2 separate regions of the Gossypium hirsutum genome follow, and region 1 is linked to region 2. A link is a contact called in public Hi-C data. All regions are on one chromosome and are shown on one strand. Each heading gives the region's core, a stretch centred on a gene start, on an enhancer-like site or on the middle of the called end of the contact. The rest is flanking DNA. Distances are from core to core; before and after follow the strand shown.

Region 1 (7,379 bases), core at 3,980-6,479, 35 kb before region 2:
TGATTAAATCAAGATTTAATTAGATTTTTAATAACCATTTATAATTATAGATTTTACAAATTATTTTTTAGATAAATATATTAATTGAGATTTTATGTATAATTGAAACAAATTTAAAATTGTCAAATAGTGTCTAAGAAATGTAAAACAAAGATAATTTTATCTAATTAAAGTTGAAACGTCCAAATCCAAAGACAATTTTGTCTAAATAAAGTCCAAAAGCTCAAAGCACAAAAATAATATGGAAACTTGAAATCCAAACCGAGCTAATTTAATATGGTTTAGTAATAACCGATTTCTTATGTCCACCAATTTAGTTGTGGTTCAAAAAATGAAAAAAAAAACCGAATACCTTGATTCAATTTTAAAATTCAAAAAAGAAATTGAATTGATGTAAACTCTATTAATGAAGTTATAACATTTTTAATTCCTCACAATAATCAATAGTTCCATTTAAACCTTTAAAAGTAAATTTCTTAATTTGACTGCTAAATTTTTATAATTTATTTTAGCTCCAATATCAAATTCATGACTTCATCCTTGATAATAATTAATTATGTTGATTATGGCTAAGAAAGGATTCTATGATGTATACCAATGATGACTTCTCTTAGAGTAACTTAAGACTTAAGACAGCAAAATGAAAAACAAAATTTTATCAAATATACTTATTTTTGGAAATCATGATTTTATATCAAAAATTTGAATTTGAATTTAAAATTTTAATTTTTTTAATAATAAATAAAAGGTTTTGATTTGAATACAACAAATAAAAAAATTTTGATTTGAATTTGTGTGGATACAAGTTCAATTTCATAAAAAAATAAATTTTGGATTTTAAATTTTAAGATTGATTAAAAAACATGAGAATTTTTTTGTTCTCTCTTCTTTCGCACTTCTTTCAAAATATAAACAATTAATTTTACTTATAATATATCATCAACGAAGCTCAAGTTTTTTAAAATTAGATCCGTAGGCAAACCGGTTAGACCATTGGTTTCAAGTTCAACCTATTCAATCGGTCCAGTCAATTCAATTGAATAAATTATTAAAAATAAAATTATTTAAAAATAGATAGAATTGATCCGACTAGTTCAACCAATTCATGAGTCAACCCATTTGACTTCTTATTCCAACAGTAAAAAAGCTTCATGCATTCAATTTAATGTAGTACAAATATTCAAAATTTTCATTTATATTGTAATTTCCACAATTTTAATTTATAAGCCCCTACCTTTTAATTAATACTTAAGTAAGTCCCCTTATTTAAGTATAAATCAAAGTATATGATTGTAGCTAGTCCAACCAGTTCGATTGGTATGTCTGGTTCTATTAAATAAATCATAAAAATAAAAATATTAAAAAAAAATTGGTTTAACTGATTCAACCACCCAATCAGTCTGTCTGTATTGGTTCCCAAGTCAACTACTCTAATGTAGATGTGCTCAAGGGCCGGACCAAACCAGGTTCAGGTCGAGCCCATGCAAGGTATCTAGACCAATTTTTCAAACCTGAGCTTGGCCCATAAAATGGGGTTACTTTCTTGCCCAAGCCCAACCCCATTTAAGAAAGATAAACTTGGGCCCAACTTGGCCCACCTATATTTGATTTTTTTAAAATTAGTTTTTTTATTTAAATTTTTTTTGAAAATATAATACACTAAATGCACTAAAATAAAAGTTTTTTTTATATAAATATAAATATATATGTTTATAACATTAAAAAAAACACAAAAAATAAATTTTGGGTTGGATTATTTAGTAGGTTAAGTTTTTTTTTAGGTTTTACGTAATAAGTCTAATTGTTATTAGGCTAGTGATTTAATATAATTATATATATAATTATTATTTAACATATATAATTAATATAATATATTTTATAACATAATATATTCAAGCTGGGTTTAAGCCAAAAAATCTTGTACAAGGCCCGATCCATATAGAAAAGGGGCCTTAAATTTTACCCAAGCCCATTTTTGGGCCTCATGTTTTGTCCAAACCCTCCCATTTCTCGGGCAGGACTTCAAGTTTGAACGGGTGGCTCAGCCCATGAGCAGTTCTAATATAATGTATTTCTCAATACCAGTACCCTAGTTAGTTCCTAATCTGATCGACTGGTCTGGTCTGATTCAAACAACAATGTTCAAAATTCTCCTAAATAAATAAATTTAAAAAATATATTTTTAGGACTTAAAGTTAATTGAAATCCAAATCTAAATTTGAATTATCGAAACAACAAATTTAAATTAATTCAAAATTTTAAATTTCAAATATTTTAATTCTCAAATAAACAATTTTAACATAATAAATTCATAAACCATGCTAAAATTTTAAAATCTAAATTCAAATCCAAATTCTGGATCCTAAAAGCTACCTAACAGTATCTCCTTAAAAAATAATATTTTTTTACATCTTGATCATATAATATATTGGATTTTATTATTTAATTTCTTTTTGAAAAAAAATAGAGAAAGTTACAGCCAAAGGCACTAAAGTACTAGTAAATTTACATTTTGGTCATTCAATTTCAAAAGGTTATAAAATGGTCATTGAACTATTCAAAAAGTTATAAAAGGCTGTTAAAAACTTAAAATCATTATTGTATGGCCTTCTCTATTCGCACCGCCTGCACCAATTAAAAACTCTCCTTCCTCTTCTCTTCTAAAGTTCAATTGTTTTCATGATCTGCTGTACCGATCATCAAATTGTAGCTAGTCAAACTTTTTTAAAAAAAAAAAAACCTAATAACCCAGTGACTTAAATAAAAAATTTTGAATAGTTAAATGACTTAAATAAAAACTTTCAAATAATTTAATAACTATTTTGTAAATTTTTAAAATTAAATTATCAAAACGTAAACTTATGAATAATTTAGTCACGTAGTTTACCTAAGAATTAACAAAAAAGAAAAAAAAAGTAAAGTAAAGAAAGAAAGAAAGAACTCTAAAACAGAAGACATATAAAAATCAGTAACAAAATGGAGCCCAAAATATTAGAACCCAAAATACTCATTGGATCTTAGCTCCAAAGATCGGGCCACAAACCAGTTTGGATCAGCTTTTTATTTTTGCTATATGAACTACAAGTCTTTATTCATGGGTTTCATTAACTATGCAGAACTAGAGTTGGAGGTGCGTTATGCATGGGGTGTGCTTACTCTTCAGTTACTACTTCTACACCTTCCTTGGGTTTTAGACTTTTAAGTGTTTGATCAACTCAATACATAGAACATAAAAGGGTTTAGGGGATAAAGCTTAAAAGGGCAAGTAGCCTTCATAATTGCTTAGCTGAGATTGATCTGATGTTACTGAGCCACATATAACTAACATTTGCGGCTGTAATCTTCTCAATATAATTTGTCATCCATGTCATAACTACATTAGCATTGGTCATTAACAGAGCAAATGCCTGGTTCTCTTAGCAGATATAGACAATGCTGATAATTGATTTGTTAGATTTTAGGTTTTAAAATAATAATAATTGTTTGAGTTTAGCCCTTCGATCAGTACCCTTAGCTTTCAAGTTTGCCCCGATCTTACCTGTGAGCTTAACTCTGTTTACAGTGGGGGCACTGCGATTTGTTTGGTTAGAATAGAGGTTATTTAGAACAAATTCTTTTTGTTTCTAACAACAGCAATTTTTGGGAACACTGTACCTAAAACCATATCCAAGTCAAAACTAAAGAATGACGACAGAGAACTGATACAACAAACACTGCTCGAAACTGAAATTATGCTTAAGCCTTCAGTCTTGCTGCTTACAAAGTGTAACTTAAGCTTAAGCTTACCATCTAGCTTCATAATCCACAGTGTTTATATTTACAAGTGGAAAGCTGTACATAAGTGTAACTTGGTTTTTTAGGAAGCAAGAAACTAAAATCGAAAAGGGTTTTTTAATGGAAACGACGATGATAGTCAAGAGCAGCAGTTAGTCAGCTGCAATGTTTAGATGTGGATGCAAGTGCCACAGCTTGTGCCCACACCTTGAGCCGAGCCTTCACATCTCTTGGGTCATCACCTAAAATTACAGAGTAAACATCCCATCAGATGAACTGAAAATGCTATGCAGAGCCTTTATATAAATCAAACAATCAGTAATTCCCTAGTTTCCTGTTAGGCTTAGAAAGAAAGCATAAAGGGTCCAAATTAAAGGTAATTTTGACTAACCAGGGCTAGAGATACGCCAGTTGGCGATCGGAGAATTGCCACCGCTACTAGGCATCTCCAACATACGCTCATGTTCCAACTCTAACCCAAGATCCCTACACGCCTTCACTTCCTCCAAGTCCATACACAGCGACCTCTGCCCACCTTTGGGCCTTGTAATCACCACCAATCCCGCACTACCCCCTTCACTTTCCCCACTGAAACTTCCACTATGGTTGCTGTAACTTGCAATTAATTCCCCATCTTTCTTCTTGTTGCAGCTTTTACTCTCATTATCTTCCCATCTATCTCTTGTAATCCTCCTCTTCCTCAACTTGTTGTTCCCTTTTGACCTTCTTAAACCACCCTTTTGAGCTTCATTTTCACTTGCGTAATCTTTCGCCACTCCCATCAGCTCCTGAGACAACACCGCTTTTCCGTTCCTCCGGCGAGGTGGGGTGGCGGGAAGAGAGTAGCAGCTAGGTTCCTTGTCGGAGTCAGAAGAGAGTTGAAGCAATTCTTTGCCAGGGAACTCCTCATCAACATCTGCATCAAAGGACAACCTCGACAGATACATCCCCAGATTATCATCATCATCATCATCATCATCATCATCCTCGTTCGTGTACATGGAACTGGTACACATGGAAAGCCTCGACAAGTTATATGTATGAGCCTGATGCTCAAACCCAACATCAATATCGTCATAGTCATCTTCCACCATGGACGAAACAACCGTCATACTTTCATCTGAAGCCATCTTTCGCAACAACAAAAAGAAAAAAAAGAAAGAAACGAAACTAAAAGAACGATGAAGTTGAAGTGTTCTTTTCTTCTTCTTTTTTCTGTTATCAAAGTGATATATTAGAGAGAAAACAAAAAGAACGGCTGGCTACACATTATTAACAAGCTGTGGCGTTATCATTCATTAATTTTTTTATTTCATAATAAAAAGTAAAATAAACACACTCCTCACTCTGAACAACCAAATTTATACCCAGAAAATTTGAAGCCTTTAATTACAGAGATACCCATTTCAGTGCTCAATCACTTCCTCTTACTTCCTTTTTGGTAGTTGGCAAAAGGTTGGGATTGTAATTTTGGTTTTAAATCAAATTAGTTAAGTAAGAAGCTTCGGACCATTGGCCTTTTTTTTTTTAATAATTATTAAAAATGATTACAAGATATTTACACATGGCAATATTGAGCCAAATGACGTAGAGATCTGCTCAAGGACACGTAGCTCCACACAAATTCTTTTCCTGCTGCTAACACCACTCCACTTCATTCGTCACTGGGTCACGAGTCACGACTCACTACCAAAGATTAAAACCTGCCCTCACGATTTCCCATAACCTAGCCCTGTTTCGAAATCATTGTACGCTATACTGTGTCATTGCTTTTTGCCCATTCCTTTTCCTCATTTATACTTTCACTTTCTTTTTTATAAATGAGGCTTTTCTTTTACGACTATTTTACTGAAAAAAGAAAAACACTCATTTCTAACCTTATTTATGAAAATAGGTCACTTAAAATTTTATTTATTAAAATAGGTTAAAAATTTTAAAACGCATATATATGAAAGCGTTTTAAAGGGAAATTAAAAAAAAAATGCGTTGCCGTCAACGCGTTTTATCCTATGTTAGTAAAAATACGCTCATGTCAGCACAATTTTTTTAAAATATTATAAAAATTGACTATTTTTTTTAAAAATTACGAGAATAAACCTTTATAAAGACCCAAAGTGGTAGCACTTTTTTTTTAAGGTGTCACCAATTACTATGGAAATAAAACTTGCAAAGTAGTTCTTTATATAGACCCAAACTCTCATTTCTCTTGTTTTCTTAAGTAATATGAGATGTGAGATATGTATAATTATAAAGTCATGAATAGGTTTGCAACTTGTTCCTACACAATGTGGTGTATATATAGAGTCATGAATAGGTTTGCAGCTTGTTCCTAGACAATGTAGGATTCCTTCCTCTTTTAACTAACAACATAAGATTAAAGGCTATACACATATGAAACTTGTACATGTAGTTACCTTCTATTCAATTTTAAATGTTTGAAGTTAATATCCATGCAATTCTAATTTTTAAAATAATTTTTCATTATTTTAATTTAGAAGTTATACTTTTAATTTTTTTATTATTTATTTTATTTTATGTTGTGAATGTTTGATTAATAAATAAATGGTGAGTATTTGGTACTCAAATAGTATTTCTTTTTTGTAGTTTTAAAAAATTGATATATCTTTTTTTTAATATTTTACTATGCTCATTAATTTTTTAATCCTAATTTTAATTTAATTTTTATCACCTAATAAATGCTGATAAATTTATTTCAGATGTATTTTGACTAGATAGATAATCTATTTAAATATAGTATATAATTATGTTAAATAACTTTTTCTATAGAAATATATAATATACATAAAATATAATAATTATTTTTCATATTTTTATATCTAGATTAAATTACATTAGTAGTCACTTAACTATGATTTTTTGGCTATCAAATTATAAAAACTTACAAAATGATCACTCAACTATTAGTAATTTTTTAAATATTTATTTTTTAATATTATACTATACTCATTTTATATTTTATAATTTTTTAACTTAGAGAGTTTAAAAATTTTATTTATAATGTAACAAATGTCAACTTTTTGTAAAAAAATTTAAACTTTATAAGTAAAAAATATATAAAATATAGTGCAGCATTTAATTTGATGTTAGTTAAAAGAGGAAGGAATCTCACATTGTGTAGGAACAAGCTGCAAACTTATTCATGAGTCTATATATACACATATCTCACATCCCACATAGCTTAAGAAAACAAAGGAAATGAGACTTTGGATCTATATAAAGATCTGCTTTGTAAGTTTTATTTACACATTAATTGGTGGCATCAAAAAAAAATTTGTGCTGCCACTTTAGATTTTTATAAAGGCTTATTCTCGTAAAATTTTAAAATATTGGTCTATTTTTATAATATTTTAAAAAAATAATCTTTTTTGAAAACTTAGTCTGAGCATGGGTAAAATCGTGCCCATGTCAACGTGTTTTTGTTGACATGGGGTAAAATGCATCCTTGTCAATGCGCTTTTCTGAAATTTCCCCTTAGGTGATAGAACGCGTTTTTGCACTTTATTGTTGACAAATACCATCAAATTCACCAAGATGGAACTTGTAGACAATGAAGACGTGGGGATAATGGTTGCACTTTATTATCA
Region 2 (7,296 bases), core at 3,657-6,156:
TCATGTAAGACCATGTCTGGGACATGGCATTGGCACCGAGATGTGAGGTCCCATGTAAGACCATGTCTGGGACATGGCATTGGCACCGAGATGATAGGTCCCCTATAAGACCATGTCTGGGACATGGCATGGGCACCGAGATGAGAGGTCCCATATAAGACCATGTCTGGGACATGGCGTTGGCACCGAGATGAGAGGTCCCCCGTAAGACCATGTCTGGGACATGGCATGGGCACCGACATGAGTACATCCCATGTAAGACCACGTCTGGGACATGGCTTTGGCAGATTATGATCAGAAGATGCCCGAGTATCCTTATTATTCCAATGTGGTTCAACGGGGCTAGTAAATGAATCAGGTACATGAAAGTTCAGTTAAAGATAAGAAATGGCAAGCTCAGGTGAGTTATAGGAGTTAAGAATTTATTATATTAACATTTGATATTCAACGATGCAGTAAGAGAAGAGTAAGTTATGAACACAAGTATATTAAGTAATCAAGCAAGAGAATTAGTATGAGATTAACTAAAGAGTAAAATAGAGATATAGACACTTGAGTTTAATTATTTATGTTAAATATTGTTATTTATTTGCTAGTAAACTTAGTAAGCTTTATGCTTACGTCTTTTATTTCTCTTTCTCTTATAGTATTGCAAGGCTACTTCAAGGATCCTAAAGAAGTCGGAGATCGTCCACACTATCAAGAAAAACTACTCGGTATTTTATGATGAAACATGTTTGAGTTATGGCATGTATAGGGATTTAGTTATTTTGTATGCTTGTAATTATGATTTTGCTAAATAATGAGGTGTAAGTATTTTATGATGAATGGTTATTAAAATGGTTAAGTATGAAAGTGTTTGTGGTTATAAGAGTCTAAGTGATATATTATGCATGGAAATCATGAAAGGGGTAAAATTTTGCAAAGAAACAGAATTCAGGCAGCATAGTGACGTGACTTTGAAAAATCACCTAGGATGGTATAAAAGGAATTAGAGGGTGAATGATATGTGGAAATAAATCTTGTTGAGTGTATTTTCATGTAAAAATAATGGTGTAGCAAAATGAATTTTATATTTTGAGATATATGGATTTTAGTGAGACAGTGTCAGAACTGTTTTTGGAGTCCCCTGTTCTGAGTTTAGAAAATCACTAAAAATGATAAAACAATAGTTATGAGTTGAATTTTATATGTATGAAATACTTATTGAGTCTATTTTCTTTAGAAATAAGTGGTAGCATTATATAAAAATCTAATAATGAGAAATTTTATTTTTAGTGACAAGAGGTCAGAGCAGTCAATTGGGGAAATAGGGGAGACTTTAACTAATAAAATGTACTAATTGGCTAAGCCAAAAATTATAAAAAAATTATGGTAAGTATAAATATGAGTCTAGTTTTAGGAAAAATTTACGGAATTAAATTTCAAGTTCCGTAGCTTGAGTTATACTTAATTTTGTAACTGCTGCTCGATTTGACAGATTTGCTGTAAATAGTGAAATTAATTTTCAAAACAAGTTTTTATGCTTCAAATTAGTAAGATAAGATAAGTAATGCCTTGTGCTCGACTTCGGAAACGGTCTCGGGTAAGGGGTGTTACAAGTAGCATCAGATCTGAAAAGGTTACATCCTTTGTTAAGTCACTGAAAAATCGTGGTTATTGTTTGGTTGAAAACTCAACCGTGTGCTATAAGTATGGTTGTACTTTGTTGTTTTTTTTTTTATGAATGATGTTGCTGAGTATGAATGATGATGTTTCAATGGTATTTTTACTTTTACAGTTGAAGCATGCCTATTATTACTGTTTAGACAAATAACAGTTACTGTTCGCATATTAGTCACATGACATTGCTAATGTTACTATTTTCTAACATCAATAACATGCCATACTGTTACTATTTTCTTACTGTGGTTTGTAGGGCTAGATTGGGTAGTGCACTACACTGACATTCATAAAGTATGCAAGTAGCTACTGTGTTTCTGTGAATATTATGATGCAAATATGTACCATACACTGTAAGCTTGTATGCCATTATTTACTGCTTTATATACTTGTTGCTTATGTGTTATGACCACATTGAGCTTCACAGCTCACCCCTTTAATTTTTCCTATATTTCTAGATAACTCGTAAAGTTAGGGCTCAGACTCAGCACTCGGAGCACTGTTGTTGGATTTTACTTAAAAACGTATTTCTAAACTATTTTATAAGCTCTATTTGGTTTTGCTTTGTTAATTGGACTGTGGCATGGACTCTGTTACTCATAAGTTTTTGAGTTTTTGGCTTTACTCATTTTTGACATTAAACCTGAACTTGGCTAAGAACTTTAAAACTATTAAACTACTTTAAAATAATTACAACTAGGATTTTTATAACAAATTTGGAGTTGAGATTGAATAAAGGAATAACTAAAACAAACTGATGTTTCCATAAAAAATGTGTTTTTGAAACTGAATGGACCATTAGGTAATTTGGTGTTGCGTTTGAGCATGAAATAAAAGTTTTTAAGAAGTGATTTTTTCCAGCTCTGACGAACAGTATCGATGCCCTGACATTAGGTATCGATACTTGATCAAATAAACGAGTTTCAAAATAAACAGAATGCCAAATTGGTATCGATACTTATAAAAGTGTCGATACTGATTGATAGCATTTTATAAATTTCAAAATTGGCAGAATGCTTAAACCGTATCGATACTTAAATAAGCATGGATACTTTTCTAATTAGTATCGGTATCCTCTGTAAAAACTTGAATTCTTTTATGAAATGAGTTTTTGACTTTATCCAAAAACTGAATGTTTCACCGGACCATTTCGGTGGCTAGTGTGACCTCCATAATTCGACCATAACATTTGAGCTGGGTTGGAAATGATACAATTTGAGTGGATCAGGTTGGACCGAGCTCAGACTTCAAACTTTTTTAAAATCAGGTTGTGGCCTTACTTGACCTATGAAAACCATAATTTGTAGTAATAAAATAATATTATGTCATTTAAGGATACATATTTTTTTAAAATACTAAAAATAGCTACTTGAATTTTTATTTATTTGGCATCAGTATTTTTATATCAATTTGGATGGCATGCATTTAAGCGTGATTAAGTATGAAATATTCCTCTTATTTAATTAATTTAGGAGTTTTAAGGTTTATGAGTAGTTTAAGATATGTATAAATTTATATACGAAAAAAATTAGTGAATGAAAACAAAATTTTATATAAATATATATATTTATGAGATTTAGTGAATGTATTTGGACGAGGGATATGGAGATGTAATTCCATTTTTATTAATATTTTAAAAAATTTAAAAATGAATTTATTTGTTTAAGTAAGAATAATGAAATTTGTTAGTAATTCCAGAATGAGATTTGGGTAATTGAAATTCTTTATTTAAATTAAGATATAATTTTTCAAAATGTGTCATAATTTTATTTCATTTAATATTTTTTTATTTTATTCTAGGGTAAATTATACCTTAGGTTGTTAAATTATTTGTAAGTTTATGTTTTGGTCACATAATTTTAAAAAATATAAAATAGTTATTAGTTTCGAAAGTTTTCATTTAAGTTTACAGAATGGTCATGGGTTGTTAAAATCGTTGTTGTATGGCCCTACACCAATCGAAAGCTCTCATTCCCCTTGTTTTCTACAATTCAGTTTTTTTTTCATGAAATAGCTTTAAATGTCGCGAATTTGTGAACCAAAATCTAAACAATTTTCTTCTCTGTTCTTCGATACTGACCGTTAGATTGACTTGGATCTAAGGTATGTTTTCCTATTTGTCAATGGGTACTAATCAACCATATTGATTGCCAAATCATTGCTTAGAGCTCGCAACCTGAACTAAAAAAAAACACTTAATAGCCAAGTGACTTAAATTAAAACTTTTGAATAGTTCAGAGACTTAAATGAAATTTCAAATACTTCAGTGATCATTTTGTAACTTCTGAAGTTAAGTGATTAAAACATAAACTTACTAACAGTTTAGTGACTTTGAGTGTAGTTTACCCTTAATTCTAATATATATTTTCATATTATTAAAAATATAGAATTTTAATATCTAATAATATTCGTATTTCATATTTTTAGATTACTTAATTATTATTCTTTTATAATTATTTTTATAAAAGATTATTTATACAAACAAAATAAATAAGTAAACAGAGGTTTCAAAATGGTGCATTTTAAAATAAAAGTATTGAAAAACGTTAAAAAAAGAAGAAGCCAAGCATATCCACACTTTAGTTAAACAAGACATGAACAATGGTTTCTCCATATAGATTTGTCCATAGTTTGATTGGGGTTGAATGAAGAAAAAGAGGTTTGAGTCGGGTTGATTGATTTATTTCCAAAATATTAAATAAAAAAAAACTATATCGTGATGCAAAGTTAAGATAGGTAGGCATCTTCTTCCATGATTTTGTTCTGTCTGCTTCCCTTTTTGTTTGTGGAAGGAAATGGATGCAATTAATTAGCAATCTAAATGTGAGGCTAATATCACATCTCTACAAATACGTTCTACTCCTAATGGAAATTTAATATTCTTTTTCTTTTTTTCAAACTTTTATTCTCCTGAAAAACATTTATTTGCATTCCACTTTAAAAAAGTTATTTTAATATTCAATAATTATATTAAATTTTGAGGTGGAAATAGAAAACTAATTTGCTTAAAGTAAACTAGGAGCTACAATGATTCCTGTTGGCCTCATTTGAATAATGAAAAAGCTAAACAAAAAACAATGATGGGGATTATTAAATGCCGTCAAAGATGGTAGGGCTAGACATTGTGAAGAGTCCATGGTGGCAAAACTTGACCCAGGTTTTCATCCTGTTGAGTGGACGACTGGGTAGGTCTGGTAGAGAGATGAGTCTATCAGCCAACATTTGTCCCATTTAGATCTGAAATTCGGGCCTGTACGTTTGTAGGCTTGGGGGTCAACATGTGCCCTATGATGTTTCATTATGGGCCTTCACCACCTAACTAATATTTTGGATTTTGGAATCAAAATGTTGGTGATTGCTCCAATGTTTTATGTTTCTGGCAATGGCCGCCTAGCCTGGGCCTTCACCCATTATTGTGCTTGCCAGAGGATAAGCTCTGAATATATTTATTCATATATTAATTAACACATTTTAAAAAAAGTAATTAAATAAATATTATCAATATTTATTGATGGTGTCGAAAAAAATAAAATAAGATAAAATAAAATTCCTATACCTAAATAGAATATAAATAGTAATATAAGGAGTAAGATCGATCTCACAGGAATTGGATATTTAAAATTATATTTCCTTATAACTAGAACACGTCGTTGGCAGTTGTCGTGCCCATGACTCATGTCAACTTGTATGAAATAAACGGGAATTAAATTTGATTAAAAAAACAAATCAAGATTGAAATTGCAATGAAATAAATAAAACGAAATAATATTAAATAAATTGATGTGATGACACTCTAGCTTCAGGCACGATTTAGGCTTCGGCTTCAAACTGTTCTTGGATACTGAATTTTCTCCTACAACCAATAAGTCAGTTATGATTGAGGACATCTCATATCACCAACCTTTCTGTGTGTAAATTAATTGCGAGAACACTCGATAGCTAACCTTTACCAAACGAACTACCCTAAATGTAACGCCCCAAAAATTTGAATGTTTGTTTGTTAAATTTTGTGGTAATTGAGTATTTGCTTTAGTGGTTAAGTATTTTGCTTATGTGTTTGAGATTAGGGGTTCAAGTCTTACTTTTGAAAAATTTTTCTATTTTGTTTCGGTTGAACTCTTACCTTTGAACTTGTGACTTAAGTCTTATTCTGCGTTAACTTATGTCAACGATGAGCTTAGAGGTTTAGTGGTTAAGCTTCTGTATGCCTTTGATCTTGTGTTTGAGTCTTTGTGTAAGTTAAGAGGAAATATATTTTTATACTACTCCGTAAAATTTGTATTTTTTAATTAACTAAACTGTTTCTTTTTTTTTCCCCTCTTTCTTTTATAGTTGTTTTGTCGAGGGAAATTGCATGTCTCATTGTTTCTGATTGAAAATTAATTGTGTAAGTTTTGTTGTTAAATTTCTGTTGATGTTCGTTTTCATTCATTTTTCTCAAAATTGGTTTTCTACCTATGTTGTTCAATTTCCCTGTTTAAGTTTCGATTGGCTTTCTTTTAGGTGAAGATATTAATGGTATTGTCCCTCCAACGAGTTAGTTCACGTATTGTTGTTTAGTACAAGGGTGAGTGGATGATTTTCGAGTTGGATTTTTGCGTCGAAGTTTTTGACATAGTTCGATTGAATGTTAAATTAGCGTTTTAGTTCGATTAAATCGTTTAATTGGACAATTGATTGTCGTTTTTAGGTTTTGGGAGCATCTTGTTGCTTCTACGTCAAACTCATACCACCAAGTGTGTAACAAAAACCTAAATTTCTACGAATGGAAAAAGCTAAAAATCATTATTGTCGACGTCACACGGTCATGTGCCTAGGCCATGTGAGTTACACGGTCTTGTGGTAGGCCATGTAACTCTTTGACTTGGGTCACACGGGCGTGCGACATGGGCTTGTGCCCAGGCCATGTGAGGGGTTGTTTTGGTGGTGAGTCACATGGGTGAATGACACGAGCGTGTGTCTAGGCTATGAAATTCTCTGACTTGAGTCATACGGGCATGTATCAGGCTGTGTGCTAGACCATGTAACTCTCCGACTTGGGTTATATGGTCGTGTGCCAGGTTGTGTGACAGACTATGTGAGGCATTGTGATGAGCCACAGGGGCATCTGTCAGGCTGTGTGAATCCACACGGATGTGTGGGCCAAAAACTGAAAATTTTTCCAAGGACTGTAAACGTCATTCAAATAGACTGTGGGCCTACTGTGGGGTCTGTGGAATCTGAATATGCAATGAAATTCATTATTTGATGATATGTTACTGAATAATTTGTTATTTACACATATATTTTAGATGAAATCTGATAAGTGTGACAATATTACAAGAGTATGATTTGAATTTGTACCACTATATACGCATATTTGATATTTGTTAAAATCTGCATCTTCATTGGGTTGGGATTGTATAGAGGAGAAAGTGTGGGCAGTTAAATAATCTGTCGATTTTTGTGGTTAAGCCACAAGCATATATCTGATTCTGGCGATTTATCGCATTCTGATCTGGCAGCTAGTCTGCAATTATTTTGAAATGTGACATACAATCACTATTCGGTGTGTAGGGATGGATGAGTACTTGATACCCTATATGGTGTGTAGGGATGGACAGAGAAGGTGTACAGCGGATGGGGTAGGAATCT

Evidence for each region. A called contact is a pair of places that touch in the nucleus more often than the background predicts.
Region 1: a contact with region 2 is called in a Hi-C map of leaf, with 2.4 times the contacts expected there. The contact joins the promoter of LOC107956095 here to the enhancer-like site in region 2. A contact is called at or near these places in 9 of 34 Hi-C or Micro-C datasets (fibers, hypocotyl and leaf).

The regions. Positions count from the first base shown.
Region 1 is chrD07:21,577,903-21,585,281 of Gossypium_hirsutum_v2.1, reverse strand. LOC107956095 reads right to left here and starts at 5,229. Exons shown (of 2, transcript XM_041096679.1): 1 at 4,166-5,229; 2 at 3,700-4,016. The coding sequence starts at 4,904. The coding sequence ends at 3,931.
Region 2 is chrD07:21,542,886-21,550,181 of Gossypium_hirsutum_v2.1, reverse strand. No RefSeq gene overlaps it. Among protein-coding and RNA genes, the nearest start is that of LOC121219087, 17 kb to the left of the region's middle. Within about 2 kb of position 4,906, at least 3 of the 9 cell types and tissues checked have an H3K27ac peak or open chromatin away from gene starts, as enhancers often do. A contact at or near this core is called in hypocotyl and leaf, where this site is marked.